Regions from separate parts of the Rattus norvegicus genome. Here region 2 is linked to region 1. Evidence: chromatin contacts called from public Hi-C data. All regions are on one chromosome and are shown on one strand. Each heading gives the region's core, a stretch centred on a gene start, on an enhancer-like site or on the middle of the called end of the contact. The rest is flanking DNA. Distances are from core to core; before and after follow the strand shown. Region 1 holds the start of Pmepa1 (prostate transmembrane protein, androgen induced 1). Region 2 has its middle 55 kb from the start of Pmepa1.

What was found. A called contact is a pair of places that touch in the nucleus more often than the background predicts.
Region 2: a Hi-C map of the A7r5 cell line shows a contact between it and region 1, with 2.9 times the contacts expected there. The contact joins the enhancer-like site here to the promoter of Pmepa1 in region 1. A contact is called at or near these places in 3 of 12 Hi-C or Micro-C datasets (the A7r5 cell line, liver and mammary epithelial cells).

The regions. Positions count from the first base shown.
Region 1 is chr3:182,474,745-182,480,219 of GRCr8, reverse strand. Pmepa1 (prostate transmembrane protein, androgen induced 1) reads left to right here and starts at 1,571. Exons shown (of 4, transcript NM_001413584.1): 1 at 1,571-2,022. The coding sequence starts at 1,923. It overlaps LOC134486502 (a long non-coding RNA gene), which reads left to right. Exons shown (of 2, transcript XR_010065544.1): 2 at 1-170.
Region 2 is chr3:182,530,680-182,536,002 of GRCr8, reverse strand. No RefSeq gene overlaps it. Among named protein-coding and RNA genes, the nearest start is that of Pmepa1, 55 kb to the right of the region's middle. Within about 2 kb of position 1,427, at least 22 of the 93 cell types and tissues checked have an H3K27ac peak or open chromatin away from gene starts, as enhancers often do. A contact at or near this core is called in the A7r5 cell line and liver, where this site is marked.

The sequences.
Region 1 (5,475 bases), core at 322-2,821:
CCTATAAGGGTACTTTACTTTCTTCCCGAGGACCTGTGTTCAGTTTCTAGAACCCTCAGGGTGGCTCACAACCATCTGTAACCATCAACGGCTTTCTGCCCACAGTGCACAGACATAGATCAAGGCAAAGCATTCATACATATACCAAAAATAAATATCAGAGACAAAAAGCAAGATTGAGCTGCTATTTCAAACGAATGAACCAGAGCATCTTGGAATCTCCCTCTGGGAGGACCCTGGGCTCCAGGACGACTCCTCCAGGGAAGTCCTGGAAGGTTGGGCAGAGGGACCTACTTCCTGGACTCCTCTGCAAACTATTCTCTCAGCTTCACTTTCTCCTTCCAGTCTATTAAAAACAAAGTAACAATAACTCGTAAAAGCTTCCCCCCTCTCTAAAGACAAGGGATAGGCCTGAAGAGACTTAAAGCAGGATCATGTGTGGGCAGGGATAGGTACTCCCCGAGGCTGGGTAGAACTTAGGTTCTACCTTCCTGAGCCCTCAGCCTGCGCTTAGGGAACGCTTTCCCTGACTGTGAAATGAAGCCAAATAATATTTTGTCTCCCCAACTTGCTATGAAAGACATTACTATCTGGTGTGTTTCTAGCACACAGTAGGCACACCACAGGACTAGAAGTTTACGAATGGGTCAAAGAGACACACTTGACATTTGAGGCTGGGATTAGGGATGTGAGGCCTCTTATGTAACAGTTTAATATCTTTGAAGCCAGAGCACGGGTTCCCATAGCTCTCCAGTAATTAATTAAAACTTAATGAACAAAAAGCACACTCCCATGACCCCCTTTTACACTCTGAGCCACACAGCCCAGTCGGTGGCCTTTGGGGCGGCAGTTAGGGGGTGAGGGTAACTGCTTGGATGTCCCATAATAGTGGCAACACACACACACACACACACACACACACACACACACACACACACTCCCAGTCCTGGGTACTAATTTACAAGGCAAGGACCAGGGGGCGCTTCTCGGGGCTTGACTACTGTTAAAGAGACGCACGGGGGAGCGGGGGAGCAGGGTGTGTGTGTGTGTGTGTGTGTGTGTGTGTGTGTGTCTGTCTGTCTGTCTGTCTGTCTGTCTGTCTGTCTGTCTCAGACTATTTCTCAGTCTTCTGAGAAATACGGCCATGGGTGGGTCTTTACTCCCGGCTCTCCATGCTCTGATTTCCATGCATGGAACTCTTCCAAGGCGACCCCAAAGCCTCACAGTCTTCGGGAGCCCCCAAAAGCCTAGGCGGAGGGCCCCAGGGGCGGGAGTTGGAGAGAACACTTTTAACTTTTCGGCTTGATTATTGTCCTGGGTTGTGGCCGCCTCAGGCACCGGGGCCCCTCGGACTTGGTCTGCGGACTCCCGAGGGCGCCGAGTTTACGCAGCCCCGGAGACCGTTCTACGCGGACGCGAGGCTCGGGCCCTTTAAGAGCCCGCCCCGCGCGCGACGGGCCCGCCCCCCGGGCCGAGGAGGGTGCGGGGGCCGTCGGCGGGGATTGGCGCAGCGCGCGCCCCCTCCGCGGCCCCCGCGCGGTGGGAACCGGCAGCCCCGTCTAGCGCTGACGTCAGACCGTCTGCCTGCCTCCGACCGCGGGCGCGCGGCGCAACCCGATCTCCTTGGACTTGAATGAGGAGCAGGCGGCGGCGCTCAGCTGCGGATCGGCCGGCGCGCAGGCTGAGCCCGGCGGCCCCGCGCCCCGGCCGCCCGCCCGTGCCCCGCACGCCGCCCGCGGCCACGGCCCGCCGCCCCGGGGCTCCCGCTCGGCGGCCGGGGGACCCAGCTCGCCCCGGGGACCTCGGCGGCGCCCCGAGCCCGCGCCGCGCTGCTCGCTGTATGCGGGGCCCGAGCCCCGCGCGCCGGCCGGAGCCGCCCCCGCGCCCCGCGCCTCGCGCCCCGCGCCGCCCGTGACCGCTTGATGGGGGTCAACGGCACCGCCGCCGCAGCCGCCGCCGGGCAGCCCAATGTCTCCTGCGCGTGCAACTGCCAGCGCTCTTTGTTCCCCAGCATGGAGATCAGTGAGTGAGCCCTGTTCCCCTCGGGACAGCCCCGTGGGATACCCGGCCCGGGACATGGTGATCGCGTGGGGACTCGGGGGCCGCGCGCCTGCCTCGCCCAGGCTCCCCGGCTGCGCTCGCCGCGCCCCGGGCGCGCCCTCCCGGAGGCTCGCGGCAGCTGGCGGCCGGCCCGGCTTTGTCCCGCGGCGCTGCGAGCCTGGCACGGTCCCCGCCGCGCGCGCCCCGCCCGGACCGACTCGGACCCGGGGCTCGGCGGAGACATCGCGCCTCTCGGGAGGGCCAGGCGGGCCGGGTCGGGGAAGTTTCCATTCCGTTTTCCCTAGGGACCGGGGCGATGGAGCAATTAGGCTCTTTATCAACTTTGGGCGGGGGAGCGGGCGGAGGAGACACTGTCTGGCCCCGGAGGTGTCTGGGGCTCCTGGCGTGTGTCTGGAGTGGCCATGGCGATGCGTCCCAGGTTTCCGTGCGTATACAGAGTGCGCTGGTCCGTCTGTCTGAGTCTCGGCGCGTCTCTAGGTGTCTGGTTCAGAGTCGCGGTCTGTGCCGGCCGAGTGTGTGTCCGAGTGTCCCTGCATCGCAGTGTGTCTGATGTAGTGTGTGCGCGTGGCGGGGGTTGAGGCTGTGAACTGAATCCAGCCAGATTTAAGGACCGTTTGTGTTCAGGTGTCTGAATCCCGGGCTCAGCGCTGGCGCGACTAGCCCACCGCGGATCCCCAGTGTGTGTCATTGTGAATGTCTGTCCCGGACTCCTATAAATAGCCTCTGTCTGGACTGCTTGGCTCACTCTGCCTGGGACGGTGGTTACAAATGAGTCAAAGTTTTGGAACTGTTTGTGTTGCGACCTCCTTGGAGGTGGTAGACCCAGGGTGGTGAGTGCCCAGCTTGAAGCTCAGGCTGTGGCCAGCGTCCTGCACCTCCAGAAGTTGAGCTCAGGGAGCATCTACTTCCTTCTGTGGCCCACCCAGGTGGCTGTTGGGCTGGGTGGAGAATTGAAACCTCATTCCCTGCCATCTGCCTCCAATCTGCACCCTCCCCCTAACCCACTTTTTTGGGAGGAGGGGGCACCTTTTGCCTTTCTGTTTAGTTTCTTCATTTTACCCTAAAGCACTTCAGGCAAAAAGGCACACGGCCTCCCCCGAACCCAGACAACGTTCCTCTAGCGGAGCCCAGGGGCAACTGCCACAGAACTGGGCATTCGCTAGGTGACTCATAGGCTGGTTTCCGCAGGCAGCTGCCACAGTTTGCACCCCCACCCCAAAACCCTGGTATGTACAGTAGAGCATAAGGGGTTAAAAATAACCCATGGCCGGCCCCACCTGAGCAGGAGAAGTAGGTTTCGGTGGTGGGGTCCTCATGCCGGCTTTGACTCACTGTCTCCCAGTCTGGAATTGAAAGCCTTGGTCTCACTGAGTCATTCACACTTCTCCCTAGCTGCCTTGCTGCCCCAAGCCAGGAGATGCCAAGAAAACCTGCCAGGAGCCAGTGTTTGTGGTCTTTCTTTGGAACCAAATCCTATGGCTTCCCCTTTGTGATCAAGAGGGGTTCGTGGAATCTATCAGGATGTTAGTTGTCTTCAGGTGTCTAGGAAGAGGCTGACCCAGCTCTGTGAGTTCCTCTTGTCTCCTCCTCGAATTGCTTTAGGGAACATCCCATGGAAGTGAGAGAACCACTCCAGATGACGAAGACTAGGCACATTCTGGTCTTGTCTTTCCTCTGCTTTCTCGACTTTGAAAAACAACAAAAGACTTCATTCTTAATTTTGCCTCTTCATTGAATCAACTCTAGTGACAGCCAGACGCAGCCGAGCCCGACAACCTGAGTTCCGTCCCTGGAACCCACAGGGTGAAGGAGAGAACAGACTGGTAATTGGCCCTAATGATGTCTTGGTTGAGACCAAAATGGCTTGAAGCTCTTGGAATCGGGTGTTCTTTCCCATCAACATTGGAATAAGAGGCTTGCTTAGGGTTACTGCCTGGAAATACTTGTGTGCTCACGTGTACACACACACACACACACACACACACACACACACACACACACGTGTGTATGCACAGTCTACTTACTAAAAGAGAGAGTGAAACAGGGAGGGGCTCTCTGCTTTAATAATGTAACAGTTTATTGCTAGTGTTCCCTGAAAGTCTGGGTGGACGACGCCTTAGGTTGGTGTTTCCTGGAATTTCTTTGTTTCAAAATTTTGGAAAGGGGTGGGAAGAAAGACCCGAGGCTGTTTTACCTAATGGAAGGCAAGTTAGTATCTGCAAGGGCACACTCTCCCTGGGGCTTCTCTTCAAGACACTCTTCTAGAAGGGACTTTAAAGCTTTCTTGGCTAAGTACGGTCTTTCTGATTCCATCTCTAGCATCTGCTGCAGTGCTGGCGGTTTCCCTGTGGCCCACTGCTCCACCCCACCCCACCCCACCCCCGTGTACTCCTCAGATGTCCCATGTTTCAGATCCTGGAGGAGCTGAGCGAACTTGGAGCTCTTGTGCTTCAGGTAGACACAAGGGAAAAGGAGGTTGGAAGCTTAGTGGAGTTGTTTCTCTTGGACCACATGTGCTGTTCCTTGATTTGGAACTTGGGTGTCAGAGCTGGCCCTGCTTAAGCTTAACACCTAAGAGAGTTCCATGGGAATCAACCTGAGTCCACTGCCCATGGCTCACACAGCTGTTCTGAGGAACCCACCACTTGCCTCACAAACACATTTTTCTTGGTATCTTCCCCTCCTCTTTCCCAATCTATTATAATCTCAGAGTTGAATCCTGGCTCCCCCTCTCTCCTCCTGTTTTACCTGTGGCTTACACAGCAGGCAGATGCATGCTGAGGGTACTTTCCAAAGGGACTGTTTGGGGCCAGTGGGTTTTCGTTTAACCAGGGCCCTAGAGGGTGGCTCTTGGTGGTAGGAGTTACAGAAGCAACTCGGTTTGTTAACACCACTGTCTGCCAGGGTCCTAGAGCCACCAACTCCTTCTCCAGACCCACCTCAAACCATGCCAGGGCTCAGTGTTTCCAGAACGCACCTGTATGTCTACGCACTTTGAATCCCAGCGCTTCGGAGGTGGGGACTGAGGATTTGCTGACCAGCCATTCTAGCCTGATAGCCCAGGCCACTGAGACAGGCTGTCTCAAAAACAATAAAGTAGGGGTCTGCAAAATGGCTCAGCAGGTAAAGGCGATTGGTGCCAAGACTGACGATCCGAGTTCAAGTCTCAGGACCCACAAGATGGAAGGAGAACCAACTCCCCGAAGTTATATGTACACACACACACACACGTGCACACAGACACACTCACGCTCTAAATAAATAAAAACATTTTAAAGTCAGGTAGACAGCACCTGGGACTAACACTCAAGGTTGTCCTATGGGCCTCCACAGGCATACGCCTCTGTACCCACAGGCACTCACCCCCACCCACACACAGTTCTGGACCCTTAGCCACTCACAGGACATCCAGTT
Region 2 (5,323 bases), core at 178-2,677, 56 kb before region 1:
AGCCAAGTGACTTCCTGAAATTCTGGAATGCTCTTGCTCACGTAAAACGCGTGTTTTCACTTCTGTAAACGAGGGTGGCTGCCCCAACAGCCCAGGAGATACTTGATCACCCAGAAGTGGGAGGTATGTAGGCAGGAAGTGCACCAGGATGTATGCTTGCCACAGATTGGGCGAAGGTAGGAAATGTGTAGTCTTGAGGGGTTTTGCCTTTAAAAACCCAGAATTCACAGCTATTTTTGGGAATCCTGGGTATGGACCTGGCCCACCATCCTGGGCAGTATGTTCTGAAGGAAAATTCTGAAGTGTGTGGTCTCTGGTTCGTTCAGCTCGTTCAATTGCTCTTTGTCCAAGGTAGGTGTGTAGTTGTCAAACTTCCTAGACTCTGGGCTGAGGGCTTTTGGTTAAGGGACAGTAGATTGGGAACTTTGGAGTGAGAAGTATTCATGCATGGGGTGAGTAGAGAGCCTGTGGTCCCTGCTCAGCCTGAAGCCCTGTTTCAGTCTCATCTGGATGTGTCAACACCACTTCTGTTGTATACCCACACATGCACATACATACAGCCTACACACACAAACATATACACAGAGCCTGCACATACACACCACACACACACACACACACCACACACACACAACCTGCACACACACATACACACACAGAGACACAGGCTCTACACACACACACGGCCTGCACACACACACACACACCACACACACACACAGGTTGTACACAGACGCAGCCTACACACACACACACACACACAGCCTGCACATACACACATATGCACACAGGCTGTACATACACACACAACCTGCACACACACACACATACACACACAGAGACACAGGCTCTACACACACACACGGCCTGCACACACACACACACCACACACACACACAGCCTGCACATACACACATATGCACACAGGCTGTACATACACACACAACCTGCACACACACACACATACACACACAGAGACACAGGCTCTACACACACACACGGCCTGCACACACACACACACCACACACACACACAGCCTGCACATACACACATATGCACACAGGCTGTACATACACACACAACCTGCACACACACACACATACACACACAGAGACACAGGCTCTACACACACACACACACACAGCCTGCACACACACACACACACACACAGCCTGCACCCTGACTGTGATGGAGACTGTCACATCTTTCCAAAGTTAGAAGCACGGAAAGTGTTATTTAGCGATGAATTGAGACTGGAGACCCACTTGTGCAGAGACTGAGGCACTTTCCCAAGCTGCCTGCTGGACAGAACAATAAAAAAATTGTTCCTGAATCTCAGTCCCGACGACTTCACTCAGCCTCCGGTTTCCTTCCTCTGTGGCTCAGCTCCTGCCTCCTTACCGCACCGGAGGCTCTGCAGCCAGACAGCCTGCTTGTCTTCCTGCCAGCTGGCAGAGGTGTCTGGACCAAGGTCACTCCACTCACGGGACTGCTCTCTGGCCGCCAGGAGAAAGAGGCCAGCAGGGCAGCCAGCTCCCTTCTCTTTCCACTTCCCCGCTGCCATGAGCAGGTGGGGTGAGAAGGAAGGCAGAGGCCAGCAAAGCCAGTGTCCTGAGGGCTGGGGAGAGCTGCTGGGATATCCTTTTGTAAGTGATAGCTTGCAGCTGCCCTTCTCATCCTGGTCAGAACGCCTCTAGCCCCTGTGGTGGCCCCATGACATCCACTGTCCCAGCACCCGTGGGTGCGGCCGTGACCTGGCTGTCAGTCAGCCTCCTGAAAAGGCAAATGCTGTGAGGGGAAGCAGGCTAGGGACACATCACCACGCTCCTCCCTGCATCCCTTGACCAGCTGCACAGGGTCCAGGAGGCCTGCCTCTACCATCCCTTTTCCTTCCCCACGGGAATGGGGGTGGGGAGTACAGTCAGGCCCTTTGCAGGAGACACCTACCTCTCCCACCCCACCCCCACTGTTATTATCCGAAGGATTTGAATACAGAGCTCAGAGCATGCTAGATTCCTTTGCATTGCTTCCCAGGGTGAGCTCTGTGTGCTCTCAGGTAGGACAAGCTCCAGGTAAGAAACCCTCCTGGGGTTTCCCAGATAGCAGCTGCAGGGCCTCAGACATGCTCCCATGGAAATGTGGCCTTGAATTCCACATGCATTAAAAGCAGGAGGCTTTTTCTCAGCACCTCGCAACCTACTTCCCACCCATTGCAAAGGGGCATCTCCGGATGTGGGACCATGGAGCCCCAAAGCTAAATAGCACACAGTAGCGTCTGCGCCCGCCTCCGCCTTTATCTCCAGCCTCCGCCTCACTGGACCAGGGTTCTGAGAAGTTCATTGGAACATAAAGGACAGGGCATGCCCTAGAAAGACAGCCGACAGCTGTTCCTATCACCGTGGGGCTGACAGACACACTCTGGAGAACGCGCACCTCCCATATGGCTGTGGAAATCGGAAAGCTTCTTCAGAAATGAAGAGTGCGCTGGGGGGGGGGGAGTGTGTAGAGGCTCCTTCGTGAGGTTCTGGCCCAGAAAAGAACTTTCCCGGAGTAGGGAAGTTGCTGTGTTTGTTGTCCTCCCTCGGGAGAGCATTTCCAGCCGGGTGTGAATCTTCCTGCAGTCGCCCCGAGGTGGCAGACACCCCCTGCGCTGCTCCAGCTGCCTATGCAGCAATTCATTTGTTTACCAAATGTCTGAACCGTCTAGACAGGTTTTGGGGGTCAGACGCTGAAGTCCCCCGGCGGCGGCTTCTGCAGGAACTGAGTAGAAAGCTAGGCGCTGCTGTCTGGAGCTCTTGGCTTACCCTCCCGTTAATTCCCTGCCCTTTTTATCAGCTGACAGCTTCCGGCAGATAAAGCGGATTTCATTTAAGCTTTTGCTCACCGGGCAAGATGAATATCCCAAATTCCAGTCTTCTCCCCAGGGGTAGGAAAAGAAAGGGATGTTTTGGAAACGTTGTGGATTCTCAGAAGACATCAGAGCCTTGGGTGCCAAATGAGGCAGGCACCCCTGAAGGAAATGGAGGGTGTAGGAGAAAGTGGTCCTGTCCAGGTGAGGGTCAAATGTGTGTGCAACAGCCGAGGCTTTGAAGGGGAGGCCTGGCTGGCGTCTGAAGTCAAAACCAGAGGGAATGGGCTAGCGACAGACCCTGTCTGTGGATTAATCATGAAATTGCCACCTTTTAACCGAGCGCATGGAAGCAGGTCTCCTCCTTTCTCTGTACCCCAGTGTCATCAACAAGAATCCAAGAGCAGGGGCAAACATCTCTGGGAAGTCCCCTGCTGTTCCTGCTGTCACAGGGGAAGTGTCTGTGTGCTGTCCTTTCTAGGGTCTGGGAGACCAGAAGCAATTGGAAAGACATTGAGCTGAGGCAGGGGAATAAGTCGGGGTTGGAGACACACAGTGGGGCTACAGATCTTCCAGAGCCTCTGTGTAGGGGTAAGAGCTAAGCTCAAATGCGGTGGGACAGAATGGAATCTGTCTGTGAGGCAAATGCTTACCCAATAGCCATGGCCACCAGCACCAGATCAGGGCTCCTCAGGTCACAATCTTGCACCTGGCCACCGGCGTCACACCAGGGCCCTTTAGTGGATTACAGTGCATGGGACCCCTCAGGTCACCCTCTGGCCACAGCTCCAAGCTTGTGTCTTGTTTATTTCTCAGTTAGGGCGTGGGTCTCAGACACGCAGCACAAACCTGTGAGCCTGTGCTGGGCTAGGGGTCTCTGGGGCAGGATTCTGAGCCATCTGTACCCCCACCTACTCTGAATCCCAGTGGCCTGTGCTCCCAACTCTACCCCAGGTCCGGGCAGGCAATGGACAGACATGATGGAGAATGGCCACGCACATGGTCCAGGGGTCAGTGTGCTGCGTAGCACTTCTGTAGCTCAGCACAAGTTAGATTATCTGAGAAGACAGAATCAGTATTAGGGATATGCCTCCATAAGACTGTCCCCTAGGTCAGCCTGTGGTACATTTTCTTAGTCAGAGATTGATGTGGGAGGGCCCAGCCAACTATGGCTAATGCCACCCTGGGTGGGACTGGTGGTCCTGGGTTATATAAGAAAGGGGGCTGAGCATGACATGAGGAGCAAGTCAGTGAGCGTCATTCCTCAAAGATTTCTGCTCCCAGCTCCTCCCTTGAGCTCCTGCCTGACTTCCCTCAGTAGTGACCTGAGAGCTGGAAGCTGAACTAAACCTTTCCTCCCCTATCTGCTTTTGGCCATGTGTTTACCACAGCGATAGAAATCCAGCTAAGGTAATCCACCTGACTGGTAGGAGCCGCTGTGTGGCTTTACCACCTGTAGAGGACTTGGCTCCCGGGGGGGGGGGGGGGGGTCCCAGCTCCTCAGTGTCTCAGCTGGGGTGGTAGGGAAAGAAGCCTGCACAGATGGTCATGTGACTAGAAGCCACACCCACAATTAGTCCAAGGCCTCCTAAGGAAGCCAAGGAATATATGAAGGTGCTGTTGATACCCTGTCTTAACTGTCACACCAAAGTGCAGCTGTGTGGAAAGTTTCCACTGGAGACACGAGGCTCGGGACTCACAGTTCACACCATTCTTGTTTATTGTTTTTGGTATAGAGATTTAACACAGGCAGGGTTTGCCTGTGCTAAAACACACACATGCACAATGAAACTATAGAAAATAGAAGTTTTCATCTTTTGCCGTTTATTAACGTATTCTAAAATTACAATCGAGCAAGCGTCTTCATTCACGAGCACTGCTGGGAGAACCGAGGCAACCAGGTGCAGACTAGTCTGTGTCTCTGTCTCTCTGTCTGTCTCTCTATCTCTGTCACTGTGTCTCTGTGTCTGTCTCTATCTCTCTGTGTGTGCCTCTCTCTCTCTCTCTCTCTCTCTCTCTCTCTCTTTCTGTGGTGTTACTTTGTGGGCGGGGATGGGAGGCAGGGAGACCACAGGAGGGTCACCTGGGGGCAGACTCATATGCTTTCACAGGACACCTGGCCCATGCTGAGAGATGCTTTGAAACAAGATACACACACACACACACACACACACACACTCACACACATACACACATATACATACATACACACAGATGCACATAGACACACATATACACATACACATGCACATACACACATATACACACACATGCACACACACATACATATGCACATACACACATATACACACATGCACATACACACATACATACATATGCACATACACACACATATACACACACATACACACATGCACATACACACATATACACATACACATGCACATACATATACACACACATGCACATACACACATACATACATATGCACATACACACACATATACACACACA